Linked DNA regions of Mus musculus: region 1 is linked to region 2. Evidence: chromatin contacts called from public Hi-C data. All regions are on one chromosome and are shown on one strand. Each heading gives the region's core, a stretch centred on a gene start, on an enhancer-like site or on the middle of the called end of the contact. The rest is flanking DNA. Distances are from core to core; before and after follow the strand shown.

Region 1 (5,367 bases), core at 508-3,007, 810 kb before region 2:
TTGGCTGCTGTTTGAACGTGCTAGAAACAACATCATTGGGATTACACATTACAACACACCTTCCTTCCGAATTGCTCATCTTTAAGCTTTGTCATCAGAACCCTGCTCCTTTAGGTCCTCACATCCTTAGCTTATGAAGAAAACTACAGCTTTTTCATTGGTGTGTTTATATCCAGAAGACTAGTCTAGAGCCATTGAGGATCTTGTCCTCCTGTGTGGCTAGGTAAAGAAATCAGTTTTATGGTGACATGAAGGGCCCTCTGGAGTGGGGTAGCCTGGGAAAAGCACCGAGTCCCAGAGTACCCACACCAGTGGAGCTCTGGGATTTGCCTAAGCGATCCATGATGTAATAGACCTCCATGATGTAATAGACCACCATGATGTAATAGACCTCTACCGCATGGTTAGGGTGTAGCTCTGTCCTCGAGGTATCTGAACTTTGGCTGGAAAAAAGGAATGTGCAAACCCAGCGAGACATGGAAAACCTTTCCAACATGGAGTGTCTGACGGAACACACAGTGTACTGGAAGACATTGGAATAATCAGGCTATATGGCTGGCTTTTTAAATTTTTTTATTTCTGTGTGTGTGTGAAAGAGAGAGATAGGGGAGTGGCGGGGGGAAGAGGGAGAGGGATTCTCGGATTTTACTTCCTCCAAAATTCTCCAGTGAATGAGGGCGTCAAAAAAACTCTGAAGTCTTTAAAATGCGCTGAGAGCATTTTGTTTCCAAGGGAAGATTTATATTCTCCCAGCCTTTTCAATCCTGTTTTCCTATCTTATATGCTATAAACCAAACCTCATTCAGGAAAATAAAAGATGAATACGAGCTCTGAAAGAATACAGAATGGGGACACTCAGCCGAAATGGCCATAATTTCTTCTAGGAGAAGAAAAAAAAATTAAGCGTGTGGTGAGAAGCATTAAGACGCAGGGCTGCTACACGCTTACAAACAGCAGCTGCGGTAATGGAAACGTCTGGTCAGGAGGCCAAACCCGCAGACAGCGAGCAGGCTGAGCACTTTGAGGTCTATATGGACAGGGATTCATTGGTAAGAGGGGGCGGAGTGGCTCCACTGCCGACCGGAAATGGTTACGTGACCCTTCTGCGTCGGTTCCTCCTGACCATCATCAGCCTCCTTCTGGCTCGGATAAGCCCTTAATGTAATTCCAGGGCTTGCTTTAAAATCATTTTAAAGCAAGCCCTTAATGTAATTCCAGGGCTTGCTTTAAAATCATTTTAAAGCACTAGCACTTTACAGTTTATAGATCACCGTGGGGAGGACTCTAGGGAGAAAGGGCGCCATGACCGGTGTCTACTGAAGACAGACAAAGTAACTGAACAGCAGTGCCCAGCACTGCGTCTGCCTTAGAGTTGAATTCAAGTGTGCACCCTCACTTCCAGCGAGTTTGTTTATTTGCTTTGTTTTGCAGGGTAGCTGAGGTTATCTCAGTGACAAACCACTTCCCAAATTTAAGACAATCTCCTTCCACGGGGAGAGTGCAGACTGGTTCATTGTTGTCTGCTTTTATCTTCAGACTGACACATAAAATAACTAGGCTGTGACCTTCACACAGGTAGTCGCACCTGCTCCACAGCCTGACTGCACACAATCCTGTGGCTGACCTGTGTTGGCGGCAAGTGGGAGGTTTTGGGGACTGGCTTCCTATTTAGAATAATCCTGGTCTGCAAACGTGGGAGGGAAGCTGGGCCATTCGAGAGCACCATGTGTCGGCCTAATCGAAAGATGCTGAAATGGCAAGCTGTTGGAAGAGAACATCCCGTGCCGTTGATTCGCCAGCCCACGCTTTCACAAGTACCTTCCTGGAAGCCGGTCTGTGTTCTTTGTGTGGTGGCCTTTTAAATGTCAGCCTGCAGAAGGGTTTCTGTTTTTAGTTAAGGCTGATCTCTAAAGCAATCAGATAATAGTTTAAAGTCATAGCTCCCACTCGCTAAGTACTTGTAATGTGTTGATGCTGGGTTCTATATTCTCTTTCCATGAAATTTTAGGTAATATCTTTTGTCAACTCAGGTGTCACCTTGACTCAACCTAGTGCCACTTGGAAGAAGGATCCTCCACTGAGGAATTGACTGCATCATATTGGTCTGTAGGCACATTTATGGGGCATTGTCTTGATTATTCATTGATATATAAGGGTGCAGTCCACTGTGGGAGGGGTCATTCCTAGGCAGGTGGCCCTGGGCTGTACAGAAAGCTAGCTAAGGATGAGCTTGTGAGAGAACAAGCAGAGATGGGGCCAGCAGAGTGGCATTCCTCCCTGGTTCTGATTCAGGTTCTTGCCCAGGGTCCTGCTTTGATTTCCCTCAGACATGGATAGTGACCCAGAAGGGTAGAAAGAACTGAATCTTCTTCTCCCCAAGTCCTTTTGGTCAGAGTGTTTTATTGTGGCCAACAGGATGAAGGTAGGACAGGTAGTGCTGAAAAGACGGCAGGTGCACAGGTGTCACCGCACATGTTAATCATGGTTTGTCAGGCGAGCACTTTCTAATAGCTTGAACATATCTGTGTGTCTGATGTATTATCTTCTCGATGTACTGTGGACCCCTGGAACGATCCTGTGCCCATTGACTGGCACAGAGGTATCGTGTATCTGCCCACCCCTTCAGTTAGGAGCTGAACCCAGAGCTTTGTGCATAAGAGGCAAACGATCTCCCAGTGGGCTTCCATAGCTCTGTATATCATAAGTCTTTTTCACATCATTGTGTGAGTGTGTGTGTGTGTGTGTGTGTGTGTGTGTATGTTCATATGTGTAAGGGTTGCCATGGCATGTGACAGTGTAAGGACAACATTGAATTGATAGAAGAATTTTTATTTTATTTTTTATTTTTTTTCCATTTTTATTAGGTATTTAGCTCATTTACATTTCCAATGCTATACCAAAGTCCCCCATACCCACCCGCCCCCACTCCCCTACCCGCCCACCCCCCCTTTTTGGCCCTGGCGTTCCCCTGTTCTGGGGCATATAAAGTTTGTGTGTCCAATGGGCCTCTCTTTCCAGTGATGGCTGACTAGGCCATCTTTTGATACATATGCAGCTAGAGTCAAGAGCTCCGGGGTACTGGTTAGTTCATAATGTTGATCCACCTATAGGGTTGCAGATCCCTTTAGCTCCTTGGGTACTTTCTCTAGCTCCTCCATTGGGAGCCCTGTGATCCATCCATTAGCTGACTGTGAGCATCCACTTCTGTGTTTGCTAGGCCCCGGCATAGTCTCACAAGAGACAGCTACATCTGGGTCCTTTCGATAAAATCTTGCTAGTGTATGCAATGGTGTCAGCGTTTGGATGCTGATTATGGGGTGGATCCCTGGATAAGGCAGTCTCTACATGGTCCATCCTTTCATCTCAGCTCCAAACTTTGTCTCTGTAACTCAGAAGAATTTTTATAGTTTATTGATATCTATGCCAGATTAGCTGGGATTCTCTTACCTCTGCCTCCTATCTCTTTGTTGTGGGGTCACAGATATGTGCTACCACACACTGATTTATGTGTGTCCTGGGAATACAGACTCTGGTCCTCACAATTGTGTTTCGGATGCGTCTTAAGTTTTGTTGTTGCTGTTTTATCAATGGATATTGGCTCTTTTTCTCTGCAGAATTCTAATACAGTGCATGACACTGAAGCTCTGTGAAGGTGACAGAATGTCTGATCTTTCAAGTTAGACAGAGCCCTTTGCACCCATCAATTTTCAGCACTAGTGTTGAATTTCTTTAGCCAACGCTGGGTAAATGTATTTGCTCACCTGGACACCACGTTTGACCCTGGCAGTTGGTGCTATTTCTGTTGATGAGTTAGAATCACTCATTGCTCGTGATCTAAGTTCTTCTGATGGACCAAGGAAGCACTTTTCTTCCCCAACATCTTTTATCTGTTGATTGGTTCTTGTGGCTAAATGGGATGTTGGAATGAGTGATATGTGGCTGAGGTAGGGCGAACTTTGAGCAAGAACAGCCACTGCGAGTCACTGGGCAGCCAGATTGTATTCAGTGTAGAGACTGCCTCCAGGGTGGCGGAAGCACAGAGATAAGGGTGGGCTGTATGACTTGGATATGACTCTCACTGTTGTTATTTTGTACAAACCACAAAAGCCATTGTGCATTCCTAAGGCTGGAGAGATTAGTGGCAGTTCTCTCTCATTTTACAGATGGGAAACCCTCTTAGCCAGTCAGTAACATTCTGAAATCCTATTACTTAGAGCCAGCCAAGGTGTCAGGAAGGAGTTGGGTTAGCTCTAGGCAGCAACATCTGCATAACAGTAGCGGCTTTCCTCTCTCCTGGATTGCTCTGGAGTCATTTGTGGTAATGAAGCTATCTATCTCTGTATGTTATAGCCATCAGATTATCTTCAGAAACCATACAGGTGTGATTAGTTTAAACCTTTAAGACCCATGGAAACAGTTGAGTTCGCCAGGCGTGTCTGCTGTGTGCACTTAAGATTCTTCACTGAATAGTAATTGTAGTAACTGCTGGCCCGCTCTTGGGAAACCTTTAAAAATAATAATTTGTACTTCAAACATCTCTTTCTGTGAGTTGCTCAAATGCCTTGCAAGAATGGTTTACTAATCCATCCTTTGAGATGGTAGATAGGGTAGCTTCCAGTGGAGCAACACAGTAGGAGGTGGACACACACACACACACACACACACACACACATATGCCAGAAGCTCTGAGAATCCAAACCAAAACTTGGTTCCAGCCAGACAAGATCCCTGTCCATCGTGCTAGAAGAACTGCTCGTGCTTTTGAGGCTCATTTTATGTTTATTGCCTTAATAGAAGTTTACTAAATTTATATATGGTAGATATTGCAGAAGATGATGAATGAAATGGAGAAGCCCTTTCTGTAGGCTCTAAAAGCATCAATCCGACTGTGATAGATTGTTGGCTTGCAGCTCAGAGATTCCCCACTAGATGATGCTACCTAGACAAGAATCTTCCTTCACTCAGGGAGGGGTGTGTTTAAAGAACAGTCTCCATCTCCATAGTTTCTGAAATGCTCGAGGAAGCAATTGACTCCTTAAAGAGCATCAAAACACCACCCACAAACCCAGCCATAGGACTCAATGCCATCTTGCTCCAGAAGTATTTACACAGGAGATACTTGACAGTGGCCCTTGCCTTGGAGGGGTGGAAAGCCAAGTGGACCAGAGTCAAGGCAGCACACACTGGCTAGGCAGCTTCACCCGTCATGTGGGCGGGTGCGAGTGCAGCTTTGATGGGTCGGGGAAGAGCTTTATATTTTGAGAATCACTGTGGCTGCTTTGCCCTTTGGGATTCCCCTTGGCAGTGGTCCTGTGGGATGTGGGGCAGTGTTACTGGCAGGCTGTCAAGTCTTCAGCATGTTATATA
Region 2 (5,557 bases), core at 6-2,505:
AGATTTCTTTTCCCTTTCAGCTTGTTCCTTTTTTTTTTTTCAGTGTTTATTAGAACTTTTAGTGAGCATATAAAGTATGGGGCTTCACTGTGACGCCTTCCCACCCACATCACCATTTTTGCTGCCCCCTTACTACCCTCAGGCATACCCGCTCCTTGCTGCCCCCTTACTACCCTCACGCACACCTGCTCCTTGCTGCCCCCTTACTACCCTCACCTTGCTGCCCCCTTACTACCCTCACCTTGCTGCCCCCTTACTACCCTCACGCACACCCGCTCCTTGTTGGCCCCTTTCTCCTATGCAGTCCTCGACTTCACTTTCAGTTTAGATATTCCATCACTCTCTCTTGTCATTCTCTGATCCCTGGAAATCAGAAATTAAAAAACACAAACCAACAAGTAGTCTGATAAAATGTATTTTTTAAAGTACTGACCATCTCAAAAATAAACTCTAGATATTAGTAAGATCTGACTGCATGCAGTAAAATGTTTTTACCCTTTTTCCTGTGAATTCCACAATGTGTCAACATTAGATTTCAAAACTTCAACTTCATCTTTTCCTGAAAATCATATGAAATAAGCTTAACTAAGACTCAAAACCTGCAGTGTGAGGATTATGAGGCCTCTCCCAAAAGGAGGCTGATATGCAAATCAGTGCCATTCTCTGCCCCAGATTAAAGAACACCCAGAGTTCTTGGTGGTGTGAGCATCTCTCTCACAGGAGCAACATAAAAGATAGTTAATTCAGTCTAGAAGAATGCCACAGATTCTAGCCACGATAGGTGGAGAGTGGGTGGGTCACTGCTATGAGTTGGGTTGGGAGGAGATATGGGGGAAGGGGTGGGAGGGGCCTACTGGCTCCTGGGTAGTTTCTGGAAACTCTCAAACTGTCAGAGGAAAAAAGCAGGCAAACACTCCAGCTACAGACAGGCAAGGACTTCCTGAATGGATTCCTGCTGCAGAATAAATAGGCCAGTGGGAGAGAAATGAAACCTCATGAAATTCAAAAACAAAAACAACAAAACCCTTCCGTTCAGCAAAAGAAAGAGTTGGGTGAAGAAAGAGCCTAGGAGACAGGAGATAATCTAACAGCGAATTAATATCCATGATATACAAAAGCTCAAGACGGCAGATGTCAGGAAGAACACAGAAGACAACTCAAGCAAAACTCAGCTAAGCACTGAACAGAGAGAAGCCCAAGTGACCAGCAACTATCATGAAGCACTCGGTGCCCTTAGTCATCACAGAGGCACCAGTTAAAACCACAATGAGATTCCATCTACATCAGGAAGAATGGCTAACAGCAAGACACGGATATTGGAATGGTGTTGGTGGGCATATAACCTTCTGCAGCTACAAGGAAAACCAACGTGGTGATTTCTAAGAAAGCAAATGCTACAGTTGCCATATGACCCACCCATCCCACTCCTGGGCACCCACCCGAAGAACTCTGCATCCTACCAAAGAGACCTGCACATCTGTGGTCACGGCCGCTCTAGTCACAGTAGCTAGGAAATACAGTCAGCCTAGACACTATTAACTCAAGTAACAACAAAAATGAGGTACACACACAATGGAATTCAAGTCATCCAATAACTTGAAACTATGAGATTTTCAAGAAATGGAAGAAACTGAAAAATATTCTATTACCTTAACTCTCTCATGTGTGTTCAGCTCTTTTATATATACACATCTATATCACAGGAGAAATATGATCTTTAAGTTGGGGGTGGGGAGACAGCAGAACCCGTGTGACATAGAAGGGACACGATGGTCTCACTCAGCGAGAGCAGATGGCAGACAGAATGTACAGTCTAGGATGTCAACCGAAAGAAATGATACATGGAAAGCTGACATTTTGGTAAGCTAATCAAAAAACAATTTTTAAAAATATTTTGAATGGGATATTCACCCTGTGGGGATGAATAAAGGTGTTTCCAGAGGTTACAGCCTATTAAACAAGAATCCCAGGACCAGGGCAAGGCACTTCTCAGGAGGTGACCATGGGTGCTCCCAAGAACCCCAAAACAACCCAGGCCACTGCCCTTAGTTTCCTACCATAACTAGTTGGTCAGACTGTGCTGCTCAAGATCACACAGGATTGACCCCAGACACAGAGAAAGCAAGCTGCAGCTGGGCTGGAACCTCCCCCCTGCTGGCTAGGCTGAAGCTGCCAGGGGGCGCCATGCAGCTCGCCCTCCGGGTACCAACACTGACGGCCAGGCAGCTTGAGAGCACTGGTACGGCGGGAAGCCTGCCCACCTCGGGGCTGGACTTGCCACAGGAAGGACCTCGCTTCGGACGCTCTCCGCTGGTCAAAAGCCTGTAGCTGGGAAGAGGGGCTGCAGGATGCAAGTCGCGCCTATCAAACGGCCTTCTCCAGAGCTCACATGCCCGCAGAGCTGCTCAGACAAGCTTCTTCCTCCAGTGGGCAGCAGTGACTGCAGACTCATAACTACTCAAAGTCGAGAGAATAAACTAAACGACAGTTTGAATACCTCGCCCGCTATACCTAGGACATATAGAACAGCCCCTCAAAGCTCGGGGGCACTGTGGAAGATGGAGCAGAGAGAACGGAAGAGTCAGCGGAAGTGAGATAGCTGTGGAAAGCTGACTTCCGGATACGACAGGACTTTGGCAATCGCAGACCCACAGCAGCCTTGACATCTGCACTGGACTGCAAGGCTGGGTCTGTCAGGACCCTTCCAGGGAAGAGCAAGGGATCCGTGGAGCCCCACCCTCTCCAGGACTCACAGGCAGTTAAAAGTTGATGGGGGAGGAGACAGAATTTCCACAGCCCTGTAGCTATAAGGTGTACATGCTCTGTAAACAGGCTTCCGCCCACGCTCCTGCAGACAGCCCTGAGGAGACTCACAGGGTCACCACAACTGATAGACAAAGGCAAGACAAGAAAGCATAGGGGAGCCAGCTGGGAAGAGGATTGGCAGAACTGGGGTGAATATGACCGACATACACCATGCACATGCATAAACCGACATAATGAAATCCATTGCTGTGGACAACTAATACATAATAATTAATTAAATTATATACTAATTAAATATATATACTAATTAAAACACTTAGTCCCAACACTTGGGAGGTAATATCAGGTGGACCAAGGTTCAAGACCAATCTCAGGGACACAGGAGTTTATGGGCAGCCTCTAATACATGAGAGCCAGTTCAACAGAAAAAGCTTTTAAAAGAAAAAACTTGTGAAAAAAAATGAGCAATTTTCTAATTTTTAAATTTTTCTTGTTGAACCATTTGAAAGTTGAGACACCATCAGTTATTATGTATTTCAGCATGCCTTCACAATGTCAACAATGTTTCAAAGACAGTGTGTAATTCACACTGAGTCTCATGTAGCTCACCAGTCTCACAGTGGTTAAATCAACCGCTCATAACTTTCCTGGAAATACTGGTTCTCTTCCACAGGTTGCACACTGTTTCCAGGAACCTGGCTCGATGTTCTTTCCAGTTAGGTGACTTCCATCCTAACGCACTGTTACCCTTGTACTCCTGCATCTTCGTTTCTCACTCGGAGGCTCGGGAGGCCTCTTCCTCCCTGCTTCTGCTGAGGTGACGCCCTAGCATACTTGGAGGATTGGCAGGGTAGACAGTCCCTCTCAGGTACCCACGACATAAGACCTTTCAATGCACACATTCTGCTTGAGCTCTGAAAAGGTTTCCAGTACAGTTTTTAACGCTATTTCTATTTCTATTCCATTTGATTTTCTAGTTTAAGCATTAAGCAAATATAATGGACCCCCCCCCCAGACTCTCTCTCTCTCTCTGATTTTTCCTGTTTTCTTCCTCACATTTCAGTGTTATTTTCCTGGCTCTTATTTCTAGTCTTTATTCCTTTCACTGAACTTGTGGTAACACACTCCTCCCCTGGGTGTCTTGTAATTTAGTTTTCACTTCCAAGGTGATTTTCTCTATTTTGCCTTTGTCTTTCCAGAGTCCAGTTGGGTTCTTCCAGACATTTCTGTTGTTTGTCTCTTTCAGTCATGACTCTCTCAGTGAGTTCATTCATTACACAGACACTTGTGTAATACCGTGTTCACACTCCAGGGCTCCAGCTGGCCTTCCTCTGTGTTTTCTTTTATATCCCAGCCCTCTGTGTGTGTTTATGCATGTGCAGGCGCTTGTATACGATATGAGTGCGCATGTCTGAAAACCTCATTCCTCAGCCCCGTCAACGTGGTTTTAGAGACAGCCTGTCTGTCCCTGGCGTGGGCCTTGCTGGTGACCGTGCTGACTGTCCAGTGAACCCCAGAGGGCCACCTATGTCTGCCTCCCCAATACTGGGATTGCAATCACATGCCCCCACCCAGCCTTCTTATGAAGGCCCTGGGGTTGAACTCAGGTCCTTAAACTTCTCCTCAACCCTTCTTTCTGTTTTTGCTTTTCTCCACTGAAAGTGCCTACACATAACAAAATGTATATAAGTTATATATACTTTAATAAGGTTTTATCTTAATTTTCTATTTTATTCTGGTATTAACTTTGTACATTTGCTGAATTCTTTCTCTCTTGAAGATTATTTATGTTGGCTTTCCTGGGATTAGTAATGGCCATTAATCTGGAGTTGGATCAAGGAGATGAGCTAATTTACAAGGGAGAGTTTTCAGTTCAAGAGCGCCCTCTTCTGTAGCTGAAACGAACTGCAGCTTACTTAATAAAGTAGCCGATGTACCGGGGTGGGATTTTTAAATACTCCCTTGCTTTCATAAAGCCCTTCCTTACTCTTTTTGTCCACATCTAACACTTCTGGGCACCGTGTCCCCACCCTCCTCTTCACAACGTCCTCTGTTCTCATAGAATTGTCGCTTTCCTAATCATGGTGCATAAGGTCACCAAGCTCTCTACTCAGCATTTGTAATTCTGAGAAAACTACAGGTGCTCATTCCAACTTACGCATGGCTGGAACCCCAAACACCTCCTTCTTTCCTCTTATGAATAATGTGTGTTCTCCTTCTTAAGGTCATTCTTTTACTTAAGATTTTGAGAGCTCTAAGACACTCACTGGCTCCAGAGGTTATCTCTCCATTTTCTCTTTCCAAGACTGGGCTAAGAAGCTCTACTGACAGCATTTCATGAAGGAACAATTTCTGCACAGGAGGCTGTGCCGTTTTTCCTTGTGTCACTGTGTCTCAGACAATGGCATTTCACAGATACAAGCCGAGTCTCTTCACTGTGGAAGGGTTCTGAATCCAACACAGCAAAGCTACAATCTGTGCTGAAAGTGATTAAAATACTGCCCAACCCCTCTGTGAAGTTGAAAAAGACAGAGCAGGCTCAAGAGAAGCTCACAAAATCAGTTTACAATCCTCCTTTTGTGTCCTTGTTTCTCTATCTTAGATGCCCAGTGGCCTCAGAAACTCTTTACTCTGCTACTGAAGCACTCTTAGAACAAGTCTCTAAAATTATTTACAGTGCCCATACATAAAGCCATCTCTGACTCAAGAGTGTTTCCTCCCACAATGCCATGCTGAAATCAGATTATTCATGTATAAACTGACAGAGCTTATTGGGGCCTAAAGGCCAAAG

What was found. A called contact is a pair of places that touch in the nucleus more often than the background predicts.
Region 1: a contact with region 2 is called in a Hi-C map of the N1E-115 cell line, with 3 times the contacts expected there. The contact joins two enhancer-like sites. A contact is called at or near these places in 6 of 484 Hi-C or Micro-C datasets (the N1E-115 cell line, adipose-derived mesenchymal stem cells, cerebral cortex and 2 more) and 1 of 115 datasets of contacts at active chromatin or transcription factors (large pre-B cells).

Annotation. Positions count from the first base shown.
Region 1 is chr3:153,567,696-153,573,062 of GRCm38.p6, reverse strand. The region is part of intron 1 of St6galnac3 (ST6 (alpha-N-acetyl-neuraminyl-2,3-beta-galactosyl-1,3)-N-acetylgalactosaminide alpha-2,6-sialyltransferase 3); the gene reads left to right. Among named protein-coding and RNA genes, the nearest start is that of Gm32721, 20 kb to the left of the region's middle. Within about 2 kb of position 1,757, at least 26 of the 459 cell types and tissues checked have an H3K27ac peak or open chromatin away from gene starts, as enhancers often do. A contact at or near this core is called in the N1E-115 cell line and cerebral cortex, where this site is marked.
Region 2 is chr3:152,760,414-152,765,970 of GRCm38.p6, reverse strand. All of the region lies in intron 9 of Pigk (phosphatidylinositol glycan anchor biosynthesis, class K), which reads right to left. Among named protein-coding and RNA genes, the nearest start is that of Gm40181, 7.1 kb to the right of the region's middle. Within about 2 kb of position 1,255, at least 141 of the 459 cell types and tissues checked have an H3K27ac peak or open chromatin away from gene starts, as enhancers often do. A contact at or near this core is called in the N1E-115 cell line and cerebral cortex, where this site is marked.